Linked DNA regions of Zea mays: regions 1, 3 and 4 are each linked to region 2. Evidence: chromatin contacts called from public Hi-C data. All regions are on one chromosome and are shown on one strand. Each heading gives the region's core, a stretch centred on a gene start, on an enhancer-like site or on the middle of the called end of the contact. The rest is flanking DNA. Distances are from core to core; before and after follow the strand shown.

What was found. Hi-C and Micro-C count contacts between places; a contact is called where the count stands out from the background.
Region 1: a Hi-C map of endosperm shows a contact between it and region 2, with 2.1 times the contacts expected there. The contact joins the promoter of LOC100283040 here to the promoter of LOC109943776 in region 2.
Region 3: a contact with region 2 is called in a Hi-C map of tassel, with 2.1 times the contacts expected there. The contact joins the promoter of LOC103643760 here to the promoter of LOC109943776 in region 2. A contact is called at or near these places in 2 of 25 Hi-C or Micro-C datasets (ear and tassel).
Region 4: a contact with region 2 is called in a Hi-C map of tassel, with 2.5 times the contacts expected there. The contact joins the enhancer-like site here to the promoter of LOC109943776 in region 2. A contact is called at or near these places in 2 of 25 Hi-C or Micro-C datasets (ear and tassel).

What each region holds. Positions count from the first base shown.
Region 1 is chr1:263,180,305-263,184,327 of Zm-B73-REFERENCE-NAM-5.0, reverse strand. LOC100283040 reads left to right here and starts at 1,357. Exons shown (of 1, transcript NM_001155942.2): 1 at 1,357-2,824. The coding sequence starts at 1,385. The coding sequence ends at 2,440.
Region 2 is chr1:263,400,365-263,404,296 of Zm-B73-REFERENCE-NAM-5.0, reverse strand. It overlaps LOC109943776 (ocs element-binding factor 1-like), which reads right to left and starts at 2,533. Exons shown (of 1, transcript XM_020547271.3): 1 at 1,613-2,533. The coding sequence starts at 2,333. The coding sequence ends at 1,698.
Region 3 is chr1:263,227,020-263,231,100 of Zm-B73-REFERENCE-NAM-5.0, reverse strand. LOC103643760 (crooked neck-like protein 1) reads left to right here and starts at 1,750. Exons shown (of 4, transcript XM_008666928.3): 1 at 1,750-3,629. The coding sequence starts at 2,001.
Region 4 is chr1:263,540,902-263,545,169 of Zm-B73-REFERENCE-NAM-5.0, reverse strand. No RefSeq gene overlaps it. Among protein-coding and RNA genes, the nearest start is that of LOC109943777, 9.7 kb to the left of the region's middle. Within about 2 kb of position 2,774, at least 17 of the 20 cell types and tissues checked have an H3K27ac peak or open chromatin away from gene starts, as enhancers often do. A contact at or near this core is called in ear and tassel, where this site is marked.

The sequences.
Region 1 (4,023 bases), core at 108-2,607, 220 kb after region 2:
AAAGGAAGAGCCAGTGTGCGCGCCGACTCTTGGGGCCTGATTCTCGGCGCAAAATTTCAGAGGTGGCTCAAAGCACACATCGGAAATGCCGCGAGCGGCCGGCGAGCCCCGCCCGATCCGAGGCTGATTTTGAGATCGCCGCACCACTGGCACTCGATTCGTCTCGTGCGAGGAGCTCAAAAAAAAGTCTCGCGGATCCAGTTCCAGTCTCTCCCTCCCCTCCCTCGCACGCAGAAGATGCTGCGGCATTGCTTGCCGCGCGCGCGCAGTACAGAGTGCAAAGTCAGTAGTACTAGTAGTGTACAGCCTGTGCCCGGTGCTCCACGCTCGCGATCGCATCTCAGGCGTGCGCGGAGCACCGACATCGAGGCAGCTGCCGGTGGAGCTGGCCTGGGCCCCATCTGGCGACATGCTGCCACGCGTCACGTCCTCCAGAGGGCCCACAAGTCCAGTGGGACCCCGACACGAATCATCAATCAGCAGAATACTACTAGTCATCTTGCGTTCTCGCAATCTCGCTCACCGACAACTATTTGTTTTTTAAAAAATCCTGCTCTACACGGTGACAGAGTTAGAGAGCTTGTAGTTGTAGACGGCGGAATAAAATCCTGCGAGCAATTTCAGCCAAGTGGGCGTCACATGCATGCCGTCATTGTGCTTCCGAAAATCGGGCGGTGGCCGGCGGCGGCGTATTTATTCAAAATACTCCGATCACGAACCTAGTAGTAGTCGGGTTAAGACACTGGCAGCTCAGGGGACACCACCACAGGCTAAAACTAGTACTAGTACTAGCAGCAACAGCAGCTCAAAATAAAAATAAAAATGAGGGTCGTGGTGCACTGTGGTCACAAGACGAGGGGCCACACGAATTTTAATGGACGCATACACATCATGGACCCTCCACTGACTATGTTAATCCCAATCTGTTTTGAGCTTTTGCTTTAAGATGATTTCGATAGCCAATGCAGCACTAAATCACCAAAAAAGAACGCAGCGGTAGTTCTTTCAAATCCCTCCCGTATCCGTCCACATATATGGAGTGAATTTTGCCAACGCACCATCGTCGATTACTTTCACGCGGTGGCATGGGATTTTACAGGTCGCCTAAACCTCTCGCCGTCACAAAGTAGTACGTAGCTGTGAACTTTGGAAAGATTACACGGATATTTTAACTCACTTCGGTCACTTTTGCTGTTCTGTTTGACGCGTTCAGATGAGCTCCCAACACACGCTTTGCTCAGTCAGCCGTAGCCCCGCAAGCCTCGCCTCTGACCCACCTTTGACACCGAACGCGTTCTGGCTTCTCAGTCTATCACTCCACCCGTATATATAACAGACACGGTACACGCGCTCTCCATCCAATCCAACCACGCGAACAACCAAGATGACGCGCTCTCCTCTGGCTCTGGCCCTACTGCTCCTCTGCGCCGCCGGCGCCGCGGCGGCCGTGCCGCGGTACCGCGAGGCGCCGCACTTCACCAACTCGGCGGCGGCGCAGTGCCCGCCGCTGCTGCAGCCGTCGGACGCGGACGCGGCGTGCTCGCCGCACGCGGCGGTGCACGTCGCCATGACGCTGGACGCGTCGTACCTGCGCGGCACCATGGCGGCCGTGCTCTCCGTGCTGCGCCACGCGTCGTGCCCGGAGTCCATCCACTTCCACTTCATCGCCTCCGCCTCCTCCGGGTCCAGTGCGACGGCGGAGGCGCTCAGGGCCACGGTGCGCGCGTCGTTCCCGTCGCTGGCGTTCCGGGTGTACCCGTTCGCCGACGAGGCCCGCGTGGCGGGGCTCATCTCCACCTCCATCCGGGGCGCGCTGGACCGCCCGCTCAACTACGCGCGCTCCTACCTCGCGTCCACGCTGCCCGCCTGCGTGCGCCGCGTCGTGTACCTCGACTCCGACGTCGTGCTCACCGACGACATCGCCGCCCTCGCCGCCACCCCGCTCCCGGGGGAGGGCACGGCCGTGGCGGCGCCCCAGTACTGCGGCGCCAACTTCACCGCCTACTTCACGCCGGGCTTCTGGGCGTCCCCCGCGCTCTCCTCCGCCTTCGCCGGCCGCCGCGCCTGCTACTTCAACACGGGCGTCATGGTGCTCGACCTCGCGCGCTGGCGCCGCGCGGGATACACGGCGCAGATCGAGGAGTGGATGGAGCTGCAGAAGCGGGTGCGCATCTACGAGCTGGGCTCGCTGCCGCCCTTCCTGCTCGTCTTCGCCGGCAGGATCGCGTCCGTGGACCACAGATGGAACCAGCACGGCCTCGGCGGGGACAACTACCGCGGCCTCTGCCGCGGCCTGCACGCCGGCGCCGTCAGCCTGCTGCACTGGAGCGGCAAGGGGAAGCCCTGGGACCGCCTCGACGCCGGAAGGCCGTGCCCGCTCGACGCCGTCTGGGCCAAGTACGACCTGCTCCGGCCGGCAGCCGGCATCGAGACCTCGTGAACACAACGACGGCGTTCGATCGACCGCTCGTTTCACTTTTTGTTCGGTTTAGAAGCACGTGCTCTTCGTTGTTTTGTTGATCTAGGCTAGATATTGGTAGATCGATCATCAGGGTGTTCATGTGAACTGTACATATTGTTGCTAACTTTCTCGGAAAAGTTTAGACCGCTTGCACAAATTCTAGATTCAGAAAAAAAATAGTACTACTCAAAAGTTGGCCAAATGGTATTGCTCCAAGAAATCTAGATATAACAAATTGGTGGATCTAAGGTCAGAATCAAGGTGAAGCTCTCAAGTGGCGCTTCGCTAGCACAAAATTAGTGGACTTGGTGAAAATTGTACGAAGAAAAAAGATGGTCAAGAATAGAAGAGACTATTAGCACCAAAATTGTCCTCCACTAGATCTAAACAAAAAACATAGTCATTGCCTCATTGGTAGAAGGGACTATTAGCCAAAAAGTTTTTTTTTTCCCATTGAATCTTAGATCCGGTAGTGCATCTGTTCTAAACAAGCTCTTGAGTTTTCAGTTTCGCTCTATTACCTTCGATAAGAAATTCAGAAGCATCGTTTAAAAAAAACAGAAGCATACTTTGCCTACTTGTCAGTTTGTCATTAAGGGTGCTTGATTTGAAAAATCAATCCATCCAAAATAAAAGTTGTAACATAGGCCAATTCCTCAAATTTGGTAGAATAATCACATTCCTTATATTAGTACTAACTAATTATGAAAAAATGAGTTGGTGATGTATCAACTCATTTCATTATACAAACCAAACAAGAAAGTAAAACAATAAAAAGATGATGAACTACCTCGTTGCTCCAACCAAACAATCATTATTATTACCAGCAGTTATTCCGTATATACATTGTAGACCATTGAGCTGCTTTAGAGCTCGTTCGGTTGTACAAGAATAAACCAGAATTTATTCTAGCTAATCAAAATCTATATAAATTAAAGAAGTAATCCGTCTAGAAATCAATCTGGGGCTCTAATCCCTAAAAATCGAACAGGACCTTAACGGATTCCTCGTATAGAAAAAGTCCCCCGATCCCCGCATCATCAGCAATATAACAAACGAAAGAAAATTCCGGGCGGCCTCTCTCTCTTTTTTTTTGGGGGGGGGGGGGGGGGGGGGGCAAGAAAGAAAAAAAAGATTTCCAACTTCTATTGTTCACTCAGTTTTTTTATTTATTGAATTTTAGTTTAAAAAGTAAGCTAGCGACAGATAAATATTCAGAGGTTTCAGTTTATTAAATGGCGCTAGAAAAGAAAACGGCCCGGTTAATCATCAGGATTACGGGCACTTTGGGCCCCGCCCCGCAGCTGAGCGCTAGGCGTCACGTAGAGTTGGTGAGAATCCTACAAGGCGGCGGCGGCGCCGCGGCTGGAGAGGGACCGGGCCGTGCCGGTGCCGGTGCCGCGGCTGTCGGGGACAACCGGCGGTTCGTCCTCCACTTTAGGTAGCCGCGCACCGAGTCTTCTCTCTCATGATCCGTCGTTATTCACGGTGCCAACGCCACTTGCGAAATCAACAAGTTCCGCTCCTCCTCCTCGTCGTCTTCATTTTCTCTGGATAAACTT
Region 2 (3,932 bases), core at 1,284-3,783:
ATAACTCTTCAATACATACAACTTTCATGTTGGTGGTTTTTTCTTTCGAAGTCGTTTTCAAAATTCAAATTTTAAATTTTTTAAATTCAGACGTAGTTTTCGTTGACAATATGACTTCAAATGAAAAGTTGTCAACTATAAACTTCTATAACTTCTCAAGATCTACAAAGTTTATTTTGGTTGTTTGGTCATTTTTTTATCTCAGATGGTGGTTCTAACAATATGCACAAATTCTATACATCTCTCTCGTAGTTTCATAAACTACGAGAGAGATATAGGTTTTATAACAAATTTATTTTTATTTTGTCATATGAAGAAATGTTCAATATATAAATTTTACATCATGATGAGTTATACAAATTTGTAGTTGAAAACTTTTTCATTTGAATTAATTTACTACTTTAAAATGTTATTTTTAAATTGTCTTTGCCTAGTGTTAGAGAAAAAACAAGTGTTATATTTGTGACACTCGGCAAAGAGCCCTTTGCCGAGTGTCAAAAAAAGACACTCGGCAAAGAAACTCTTTGCCGAGTGTCAAAAATAAAACACTCGGCAAAGAGCTTCTTCGCCGAGTGTTTTCTTTTACAAGCTCTTTGCCGAGTGCCCGAAATAAAACACTCGGCAAAGAATATGACACTCGACAAATAGCCAAATACGGTAGTGTATATATACGTAGGCTATATGCATTTTCACTCGTTGCATTGTTTTTAGTACCTCGTTAGAGCGTTCTTCAACTTGAGTAGAAAGATGACTCGTGAAAGCAGAAGCGGGGGAAACAAACGGGCCAGTCATGCGACGATCGTTGCTGATGGTCACCCTTCTTTGGCCAGTCCATATCAAACCAGGCCTTGTCAATTGGGCCAAGTTACCAAACTCGTACGTGGGCCACACATGTCAGCCCGCCATTTCGTCGGCCCTATGACATGAATGGATGGTGGCGGCCGTGTTGCGGAAAGCGAGAGAGACGCACGCCTCACGGCTCACGACCCAGACCGAATCTCTGAAGCGGTTCGGAAGGGCGACGGCGTATCGCACTCGCTCGCAAGCACGCACGCCGGCCCCGCCCGCTTTCGACGTGGTGACGGGACGGACGGCGACCGTCCACCCGCACGATCAACGGCTAATCTTGCAAGAAAACGATGCTACACGCCCAACCCAAAGCATCAGAGCTTTATTTTAACGCACAAGTTAGCATTTGACACCGCCTGTCTGCCATTTCATCAGCACACCAGACAACGAGACGGAGACAATCAGACATATAGGCAGAGCATATGCGTGCGCATGAATGTATTTATGGCCCCATGCCACCAACATTCATGGCATCACATCAGACCTAAGCCGTTCAACGGGCATCGAACGTAGACAGATCGTCGAACAGTGCTGACTGCTGAGTGCTGACCATCCCTCCAAACTGATAATCGTCGACGATCATTTGCCAAACCATGTCGCGAACTAATTAATCTTTTCACCCATGATATATATATATATATATATATATATATATATATATATATATATATATATATATATATATATATATATATATATATATATATATATATATATATATATATATATATATATATATATACAGACACACAGACACACGTGATTTCAGGACCACCAACATTTCGCGTTCACCGTTCTCCGATCAAACAAGCTCGATCGTGCACGCCGCACGCCCAATGCATTAATTCCTACGCGATCAAGGAGGCGATCGTCTGCTCAATGTCCAACTGCCTGGCGACGCTGCCGGCGGCAGCGGCAGCGGCCGCGGCGTACAGCCGACCGAGGTCGAGCGCGCGGAGGGCGGCCGCGAGCCGACGGGACAGCGCGGCGGCCTCGGCGCGCAGCCCGGCGTTGGCGAGGAGGGCGAGGGCCAGGCGGCCGCGAGCGGCCTGCGCGCCGGCCGCCAGATCGCGCCTCCTGCGCTCCAGGAGCGCGGCGGCGTCCCCGAGTTCGTCGAGGCGGCGCTGCTTCCGCGCGCGGGACCGCCTCGCGGACTCCCGGTTCGAGATCCTCCGCCGGAGGCGCCGCTCGTCGGCGGACTCCCCCGCGTCGGCGTCGGCCTCGGCCTCGGGCGAGGCTGTCGCCGCCGGAGGTTGAGCTGGGAATGGGATGGCTGTGGGGTCGGATACGAACCCCACCTGCGGCGGCGGTGGCGGTGTTGCCGTCGCCGAGAAGACTTGCATGTCGATGTCGTCGATGCAGGGCATGTAACCTGCTGAGAAGGCCATTAGGGACATGATGGTAATTATGTGCTTATCAGAGGGCGGGGAAAAGGGAGGGAACAAGTGAAGGGCTGCGGTATTTATAGCTGGTTTAGAGGGCATCCTGGTACTTTGTTTCTTCGTTCGTGGTGTGGGTCTACAACTCTACATGTTGCAGTCATATACAGTATAGTGCTAAGTGATAATGCGTGCCTTTTGTAGATTTGCAAGATTTGTTTTCCAGATACCAGAGTCTCTAGCCCATATGAATGAAATTGGACGGAACTATATGCAACGTTGTGGGTACAGCCGCACCCACGCAAAATTTGGGGAAAAAACAGTACAATTCATAATATTTGCACATCTATGTCATATATACATTCATGCACCCATACGGTAAGACGTACCTCCGTCAAATTTGCGGTAGCTATAAATACATGCACACACTGACACACTTATTTGTTGTAGCTATAGATACATCGATCCACACACTTTTGTGACTCAGCAGTTTGAGAGGCTTCGGTGAACAGACCGACGGACAAATTGTCTCGTTAAAATAATAGATACCTAAAGTTGCAAGCAACTATATATGAGCTATACAAAACGGAGTGTATATATAGTGAAATTTTAAATAAATCTATAGATTATGATTTTATGGTTGGGGGGTGTTTGTATTTGCACCCTATAAAACCAACATAGCGTCGCCCTGGTTCTAGCAATATAGCAAAAAACGTAGCGCGTGGTAAGGTACACGTTACATGAACACACTTCAAGTTATTGAAAAGTCTCTATATTTATGTTCCATCTAACTAAAAAGAGTAACAAATATTATGGTTCTTGAGCATGAAAGAAATATAGCGAAACATTTCAAGGATTTAATTAACGTAAGCCCATGACATGACAAAGACAATATGGTGAGATGTAATATAAATGATAATGATAATGGTTCATACTTGGTAACAAATTTAAATAGGTCGGTATTATTTATTGGTGTGATACACTTGAAATAAAACAAACATAATTTAACGTTATCAATTATTCATTACGTCACAACTACATACGGCGCCTAACATACGGCGCCTAGATATTTTACCGAGATTTATACGGCGGGCGGTAGGCTGCGGCGAGGCCGCGAGGGGGACGTTTTTGTGCCGGACGTACTGTGGTTGATTCCGATGGAAGACGGTCCAAACAATAGGGATTTTAAACTTAACCACGAAGGAAGGAGGCGATATAGTCTAACACACGGTTCTTTGCTATCTTGAGGACTAAAGCAGATTCGTTCAGCATGTGATCGTTCTAGTGAACAGTCCTATAGCATATGGTTAGAGGTGAGAGAAGGACAATCCTAATGATATGATTATGATAGTTTACGCATGCTGAATATGCTGGTCTTTTGCTGGTTCGATAATATCTCATGCATGTGTGATCTGAAAACGAATCTCATACAAGAAACTGGGCCCTGCATAAAAACCAAAGCTTAAAAATCTACATAAAATGTACTGGGATGGTTATAAAAAATACCAAGAGACAGTATGAGAGGGTGGGGGAGGAAGAGTGATCTAGAGCGTCTATTGCATGCCATGCATGGTAGTCAGTGGCGGAGCTAGCCTCATGAAGTCAAACCTAGGCTCTTGCCCTCCCTTGATTGCATGTTTTCTCACTGCATATATATGGTACTACTCTCAACCAATTGGTATGTAAATATACTCTATCAATGTA
Region 3 (4,081 bases), core at 501-3,000, 170 kb after region 2:
GCCCCAGCCCAGATGGGTCGAGCGCGAGGCCGAGCGCGAAGGGGGGAAAGCGAGGCGGCCGGAGACCGGCGTGAGAGAGGTGGGAATCCCGCGGCCTTCGTGTTCGTCCCGCGCCCAGGTCGGGTGCGCTTGCAGTAGGGGGTTACAAGCGTCCACGCGGGAGAGGGAGCGAGCGGCCTCAAGCGAGCGCGTACCTCGTCCTCGTCCCCACGCGGCCAACCTTCTCTAAGAGGGCCCTGGTCCTTCCTTTTATAGGCGTAAGGAGAGGATCCAGGTGTACAATGGGGGGTGTAGCAGAGTGCTACGTGTCTAGCAAGGGAGAGCCAGCGCCCTAAGTACATGCCGTTGTGGCAGCCGGAGAGATCTTGGCACCCAGCTGGTGTGATGTCGTGGCCGTCGGAGGAGCGATGGAGCCTGGCGGAGGGACAGCTGTCGGAGCTGTTGAGTCCTTGCTGACGTCCTCTTGCTTCCGTAAGGGGGCTGAGAGTCGCCGTCGTCACAGAGTATGCAGGGCGCCATCATCGCCTATCTGGCGGAGCGAGCCAGATGGGACGCCGGTCTTATTCCCCGTGGCCCGAGTCAGCTCGGGGTAGGGTGATGACGGTGCCTCCTGTTGACGTGGCTGGTCTGCGCCCTAGGTTGGGCGACGTGGAAGCTCCTCCGAAGCCGAGGTCGAGTCTGTCTTTCGTGGCCGAGGTTGAGTCCGAGCCCCCGGGTCGGGCGAGGCGGAGGTCGCCGGCTGATGCCGGGGCGGAGTCCGAGCCCTGGGGTCGGGCGAAGCGGAGTTCGTCGTCTTCTGGGGCTGAGCCCAAGTCCGAGCCCTAGGTCGGGCGAGGCGGAGATCGTCGTCTTCCGGGACTTAGCCCGAGTCCGAGCCCTGGGTCGGGCGGAGTTCGCCGTCTTCCGGGACTTAGCCCGAGTCCGAGCCCTAGGTCGGGCGAAGCGGAGCTTCCTATGGTGCCTTCGACCGGGCCGGGCTGCCTGTCAGCCTCACTCTGTCGAGTGGCACCGCAGTCGGAGCGGCGCAGGCGGCGCTGTCTTTCTGTCAGGCTGGTCAGTGGAGCGGCGAAGTGACGGCGGTCACTTCGGCTCTGGGGGGCGCGCGTCAGGATAAAGGTGTCAGGCCACCTTTGCATTAAATGCTCCTGCGACTTGGTCGGTCGGTGTGGCGATTTGGTCAGAGTTGCTTCTTAGCGAAGACAGGGCCTCGGGCGAGCCGGGAACACATTCGCCGTTGGAGGGGGGCCTCGGGCGAGACGGAGATCCTCCGGGGTCGGCTGCCCTTGTCCGAGGCTAGGCTCGGACGAGGCGTGATCGGGTCCCTCGTATGGACCGATCCCTGACTTAATCGCACCCATCAGGCCTTTGCAGCTTTATGCTGATGGGGGTTACCAGCTGAGAATTAGGAGCCTTGAGGGTACCCCTAATTATGGTCCCCGACACTTATGAACCCGTGAATCAGATACGATGCAAACTAGTTAGTCTGAATGGTTGTGAAGGTCATCAAGCACCAAAATATAAGAGATGATTTTAAGGTCATTTCCCTTTCAATCTTATCTGTATAAGAGCAAGGCTAATAATATAGCCGGTTGCGCTACAAGTGTTGTTGCAACCAATCTCTTAGGTCACTCATATAATAGTTAGCTATTCGTTATTGATGTTTGACCCACTTATCTCTCTCATTTGGGTTCTCGTGTTTTAATCGGCTATAAGTTAACAAACCGCTTCTCCTTTTCTCCCTTCTAACTCAACATTTAGCTTTTTATAGTCCGTTATTATACTTGCTCTAATAGTTAGCTCTTCGCTGCTAATGTAGGATTTACTTATCTCTCTCATAATTTTTTTTTTGGTTTTTTGTGTCTAAACTCTAAACCCGTTAAGTTTGTAACCGCCTCCCTCCTTCAACTGTCTCAGCAGATTGTGCAGCACCGTGTTCTCCCTCCCTTCCCAATCCCCTATCCCGTTACTTTCCCCGGCTCCACCCCAAACCCTAATACGTCATGGCGCTCACTACACGGGGCGGCGCCGGCGGCGGGGATCCCGCGAAGGCGCCGTCCGCCTCCGACCCCAGCCTCGGCTTCCTCACCAAGCGCGATACCGAGGTCAAGCTACCCCGCGCAACGCGGGTCAAGAACAAGACCCCCGCGCCGATCCAGATTACGGCCGAGCAGATCCTCCGGGAGGCCAGGGAGAGGCAGGAGCCTGAGATCCGCCCGCCCAAACAGAAGATCACAGACCCCCACGAGCTCTCCGATTACCGCCTCCGTAAGCGGAAGGAGTTCGAGGACGTCATCCGCCGCGTGCGCTGGAGCGTCTCGGCATGGGTCAAGTACGCGCGGTGGGAGGAGCAGCAGCGAGACTTCGCGCGCGCGCGCTCCGTCTACGAGCGCGCGCTCGACGTCGCCCACCGCGACCACACGCTCTGGCTCAAATATGCTGAATTCGAGATGCGGAACCGGTTTGTCAACCATGCCCGGAATGTCTGGGACCGCGCGGTGTCGCTCCTCCCCCGGGTGGATCAGCTCTGGTACAAGTACATCCACATGGAGGAGCTGCTTGGTGCAGTTGCCAATGCGCGCCAGGTGTTCGAGCGCTGGATGTCTTGGCGACCCGACACAGCCGGCTGGAATTCTTACATCAAGTTTGAGCTGCGGTACGGGGAGGTCGAGCGTGCCAGGGCTATCTATGAGCGGTTTGTAGCTGAGCACCCAAGGCCAGATACCTTCATCCGCTATGCTAAGTTTGAGATGAAGCTCGGCGAGGTCGAGCGGGCACGGCGGGTGTATGAGCGTGCAGCAGACCTGCTTGCTGATGATGAGGATGCTGAAGTGTTATTTGTGGCATTTGCAGAGTTTGAGGAGAGGTGCCGCGAGGTCGAGCGAGCACGTGCAATATACAAGTATGCTCTAGACAGGGTGCCCAAGGGTCGTGCTGAGGAACTGTATAGGAAGTTTCTTGCATTTGAGAAACAGTTTGGTGACCGTGAGGGAATAGAAGATGCCATTGTGGGCAAGAGGAGATTTCAGTACGAGGATGAGGTTAGGAAGAATCCACTAAACTACGACTCATGGTTTGATTATATCAGGCTGGAGGAGAGTGTTGGGAATAAGGACAGGATCAGGGAGGTGTACGAGAGGGCCATTGCCAACGTGCCCCCTGCAGAGGAGAAGCGATACTGGCAGAGGTACATATACCTCTGGATTAACTATGCACTCTATGAGGAGCTAGACGCACAAGACAGAGAACGGACAAGAGAGGTTTACAAGGAATGCCTGAGGTTGATTCCTCACAAGAAATTCACGTTTGCAAAGATGTGGCTCATGGCGGCCCAGTTTGAGATACGGCAGAGAAATCTAAAGGCTGCAAGACAAATTCTTGGAAATGCAATTGGAATGGCCCCAAAGGGCAAGATATTCAAGAAATATATTGAAATTGAGCTTTATCTGGGCAACTTTGACCGTTGTAGGACTCTTTATGAGAAATATATTGAATGGTCCCCAGCAAACTGTTATGCCTGGAGGAAGTATGCCGAATTGGAGAAGAACCTTAGTGAGACTGATCGTGCTCGATCAATATATGAACTTGCTATTGCACAACCAGCCCTTGATACACCAGAGGTTCTGTGGAAGGTATGCTCTCTTGCAGAGTTGCGGTTGCATTCTTGGATTATGCACATTAATTATATGGTAGTGATGTATTGTAGACGCATTTATTTTATTATTATTGCTAAACCAACTGATCTAGTGTTATAAATGATGTTTTAAATAGCTATTACATTGCCATAGTTACTAAAATCACCAGAGCTCATTTTTAGTGAGCAATCCATTGCTCTTTTAGGTGTCTTTAAGGGGCGCACCATCTTTCAGATAAGAATAAGTTGCTGTACAGATCTCTTATTCGCTAATTTGTTTGCAATGTTACCTATTCTATCTCTGCTGAAAGTTCGTGGAACCATTCAGACCTGCAGAAACATTTCTTTATTATGTGCTTGTATTTGTTAGTGTCCTGTATTTTCTCTCTATCCCTTTCCATGGAGGTGGTCTGGTGGATAGTCACAAATGTTATTGGGCTGTTTGATTGT
Region 4 (4,268 bases), core at 1,525-4,024, 140 kb before region 2:
TTGATTTTAAGAGATACACATAACAAAATCTAGTAGAGTCATCGATAAAAGTAATAAAATATCGCTTGCCTCCTTTAGTCAATATTCCGTTCATCTCACATAAATCGGAATGTATTAAGTCTAGTGGTGCCAAATTCCTCGCCTCCGCAGCCTTGTGAGGCTTGCGAGGTTGCTTAGATTGCACGCACACCTGGCACTTAGAACCTTTGACTAAATCAAATTTCGGGATTAAATTTAAATCTGCTAACCGCGAGACACAACCAAAATTGATATGACAAAGTCGTGAATGCCAAATATACGACTCATTCGAAACAACATTGTTCACAGACTTATTACACGCATCATGCAAAGATAAGCGGAACAAGCCTCCGCTGTCATAGCCTTTTCCAACAAACGTTCCATACTTAGACAGTATACATTTATTAGACTCAAAGACAATTTTGTAGCCATCTCGACACAATTGAGAGCCACTAACTAGATTCTTTTTGATGGAGGGGACATGCTGCACGTTCTTCAATAGCACCGTCTTTCCCGAAGTAAACTTCAGAATGACTGTACCAACACCAAGAACACGCGCATGTGATCCGTTCCCCATCAGCAAGGCTCCAGTCCCTTTGCACTGATAAGAAGAAAATAAAGAAATATCAGCACACACATGAATATTAGCACCGGTATCAGCCCACCACTCAGGGGATTGACACACTGAAAGAACAGTAGGTAAAAGATTACCATACCCCGATGTTCCTTCTGCAGTCTCGCTAACAACCATGTTTACTGTTTTCTTCTCTTGAGCTGGTTTTTTCTCTTGCTTAAATTTGCGGTCTGGACAAGCGCTTGCCCAATGATCAGTACTCCCGCAAACAAAGCAACCAGCTCCTTTGTTCTTCTTTTTGAACGAGGCTGCCTGCTTGGGCTTCGTGGCATTCTGTTGCTTGTTCTTCTTTTTATTATTATGTGATGCATTGGAGTTCTTCTTTTGTACCATATCGGCACTAGAAGTCTCAACTCCTTTTCCACGAGTGTCTTTTGCTCTCGCCCTCTCCTCAACATCAAGAGAACCAATAAGCTCAGCCACGCTAAACTCTTGTCTCTTATGTTTTAGAGTGGTAGCAAAGTCCGTCCAAGAAGGTGGCAGTTTAGCGATAATACCGCCGGCCACGAACTTGTCAGGCAAGACACATGGGAATTGTTCGAGTTCTTTAGCCAGTGCCTGTATTTCATGAGCCTGTTCAACTACAGGACGGTTTTCCACCATCTTATAGTCAAATAGCTGCTCCATGATGTACAGCTCGCTACCAGCATCAGAAACACCAAACTTCTCATCTAATGCATCCCATAACTCTTTTGCAGATGTGCACGTTAGATAAGAATCAACATACTTGTTGGCAAGAGCGCCAATCACGGCGCCTCGAAACAGGTTATCGGCAACGTCGAACATTCTCTCCTCTTCAGGAGTGAACTGTTCGGGTTTCCCCTGTGCGGCGTGATAGCAGTTCATTGCGGTCAACCACAGTATCATCTTACTACGCCATCTCTTGTAAAACGTCCCATCAAAAGGTTCACTTGGTTTTAACGCAGCAGCAAAACCACTAACAGAAAAATGCCTAATATCAGATTTTTGGATTGTTAGAAAGTTAGGCATTTTTAATTTTAATTTAATCCAGAAAAACAGTGCGATATATGTGATGACATGTATGTGCATGTGTGTATAACTACTCGCATAAGCAGTAAACAGCAATGAAACATGCACAAATACGAAGAACAGAGTGTACCCAGCGGAGGGACCGATGCTCAAGGCATCAGTGGCTCCATTCACACGAGACGCGTCAACTCGGGAAGGCGACGAACTGGACAAACAGATCACGCGAGCAGTCGCGAAGACGCTCCCCAGGCCTGCTCTCCCACTCTCTCTGTGCTCGCAGAAGATGGGACGGGAATGTGTTGTTTGCAAATGCGCAACCGTTTGAAAGGAATATTCGGACCAAGGTCTGATCTACCACGAGCCACGGCCCGGCCGGCGGCGGCGGCGGCGCGCGCGCGTGTGGCAGTCCTTCATCTTTTTCTCAACTTCTCAATAGATGCACCAATGGTCCACCTATTTAAGTTGATTGATTTGTCCTTTGAGCTTCCAATATGGTACTAAATAATTAGTACACCATAGCATTAAAGTGGGCCATTAGCATTGACTATTATTGAATATTAATTTGGGCCAAGCCCACATTAATCCAACAATTGATATTTATATATTTAAGTAAATTTATTATAAAAGTAAATTTAATATTCATCTAGCAGTAGTAATCATATACATTAAATATAAATATTTTCTTGTATATGTTCTATTAAAAGTAAAAATAGTTGAATACTCGAAAAAACTGAATCGTTTTAGGACAGCCGGACTGCCGTACGTCTCTCGGCAGCTGCAGCTGATGCCTGATGCAGAGAGAGCGTTTTCGATGACGATGACGAAGGCACAGTCGCACAGCCTCTAATTTATAGAGATAAAAACACTTATACATAGATCGAATTATCGCCAAATAAAAATATTGTTTCTTTCATTCGGACAGATCACCTACATCTCTCTTCTGGACGTGCGTGCAGCTGCAGGCCGCGCCGGTCGTACGCCGTGGGCCGCGGAAAAGCTGCCGGCCCGGGGTCGTCTTGTTTGTTTCTGCAGCGCGGCACTCGTTGCGGCCTTGTCACTCATCCCGTGCCCCGTTGTCTGCACTGCACGTGCATGCCGTAGATGGCGTGGGGACGTACGCCTGGCCGGCCGGCCGGAACAGGACGTACGCCAGGAGAGGTTGCGGAAGGGGCATCCGAGGCTGCCTCTGCCTCTGGCTGCACGCTGGAGCGACTGGGTGCGGCTTGCACTTGCTGCAGCGACAAACTGCCGGCTGCGGCTTCAGGGGAGCTAGTGGAAGGAAGAAGGCCTGGTCTGGTTCCTCCGGCGGCGCGTCGCCTGTGGTGGTGATCTGTCACGCAACGCAAGCAACAGACTGTTTAAGAGTATACGCACGCTCAGTTTGGATTGGATTGGACAGAAAGCACGCGGACGCTCGGTGCAGCAGGTTGGTTGATCTGCATCTAAGCAATTCCATCAACAGACTGTTCGTCGTGCCTTGCCTAGCTAGCTAGCCAGCTCCTGAACCTACAGTGCTGGCGACCCAGTCAATCAGTAGAGTATACTCGCAACGCAGCCGCGGACACGAATGGCCAGGGCGCGCGCACCACGTAGTAATGTAGTGCATCACCGTTTGCGAAACGCACAGTCCCGCGCCTGCGATCACCCACCTCACCACCTGTGATTCTGCCCGTGCGACCGGCCCGTAACGCTAGCTCTATCGCTGTGCCTGTGCGGCGACTAGGGAGAGACTTGTCACTGTTGTCCACTTGGAAGTGTGCAGGCGCCTCTACTATGCAGCGCTGGCCAACAGTTTCATCGATCTGCAGTGCACACGACGACGGACCAACTGACCAAGGCAAGCGTTAGCAGGACTGCAGGAGCAAAGCAATACAGTACATGGCACGAAATGTGCGCCGTATATTCTACTAGCTGCGAAGCCCGTATATGGACACAGCAAGTGTTGGATCTTTATTTATTAAATAAACTCTATGGTGTGTAATGGTGGAGAATACCAATAGTATCACATTGTAAGTCCAAGGGTCTTTTGGCTTGACTTATATGGTGGGATTTATTCTACATAACTTGAGAAGTCAAGAAATGGACAAGGGTGTGTCACACGCGCGCGCGTGGCGAGGCGAGGCGAGCGGGCGTGGTGTGGTTGTGTTAATTTTTAGCACTCATTAACCGCGTGAGTTTTCACTCCGGGTTAACCTTTCAGTTACCCGTCTCTTCGTCTGCCGCATGCGTCGGCGAGCCAACTCATGGCGTGACTCGGCGAGACTCTTCTTCTTCAGTTGGCCGACTCATGACGTGACTCGGCGAGACTCTTCTCCTTTAGCTGACCGACTCTTGACGTGACTCGGCGAGACTTTAAATAGAGGAGCACCCCTGTCACTCGGTACACACGAACATAACCATTTCAGAGTCACAAAGTCGAGCCGCAAGTGAGGGTGTTTCCATCTCGTAGCTCTGCGCGCACAGAGAGGCGAGAGGGCAGGTGCCTCCGGAGCCCTTGCCGTTTGAGACCCTGCTCGGGGGATCGACAATTAGGTTTTTGGGGAGCGTCTACGCGACTGCCCAACGTTCGTCGTTGTCTTCATCGCAGGTTCTTGGCATCTTCATCTAGTACGACATGACAAGTGAA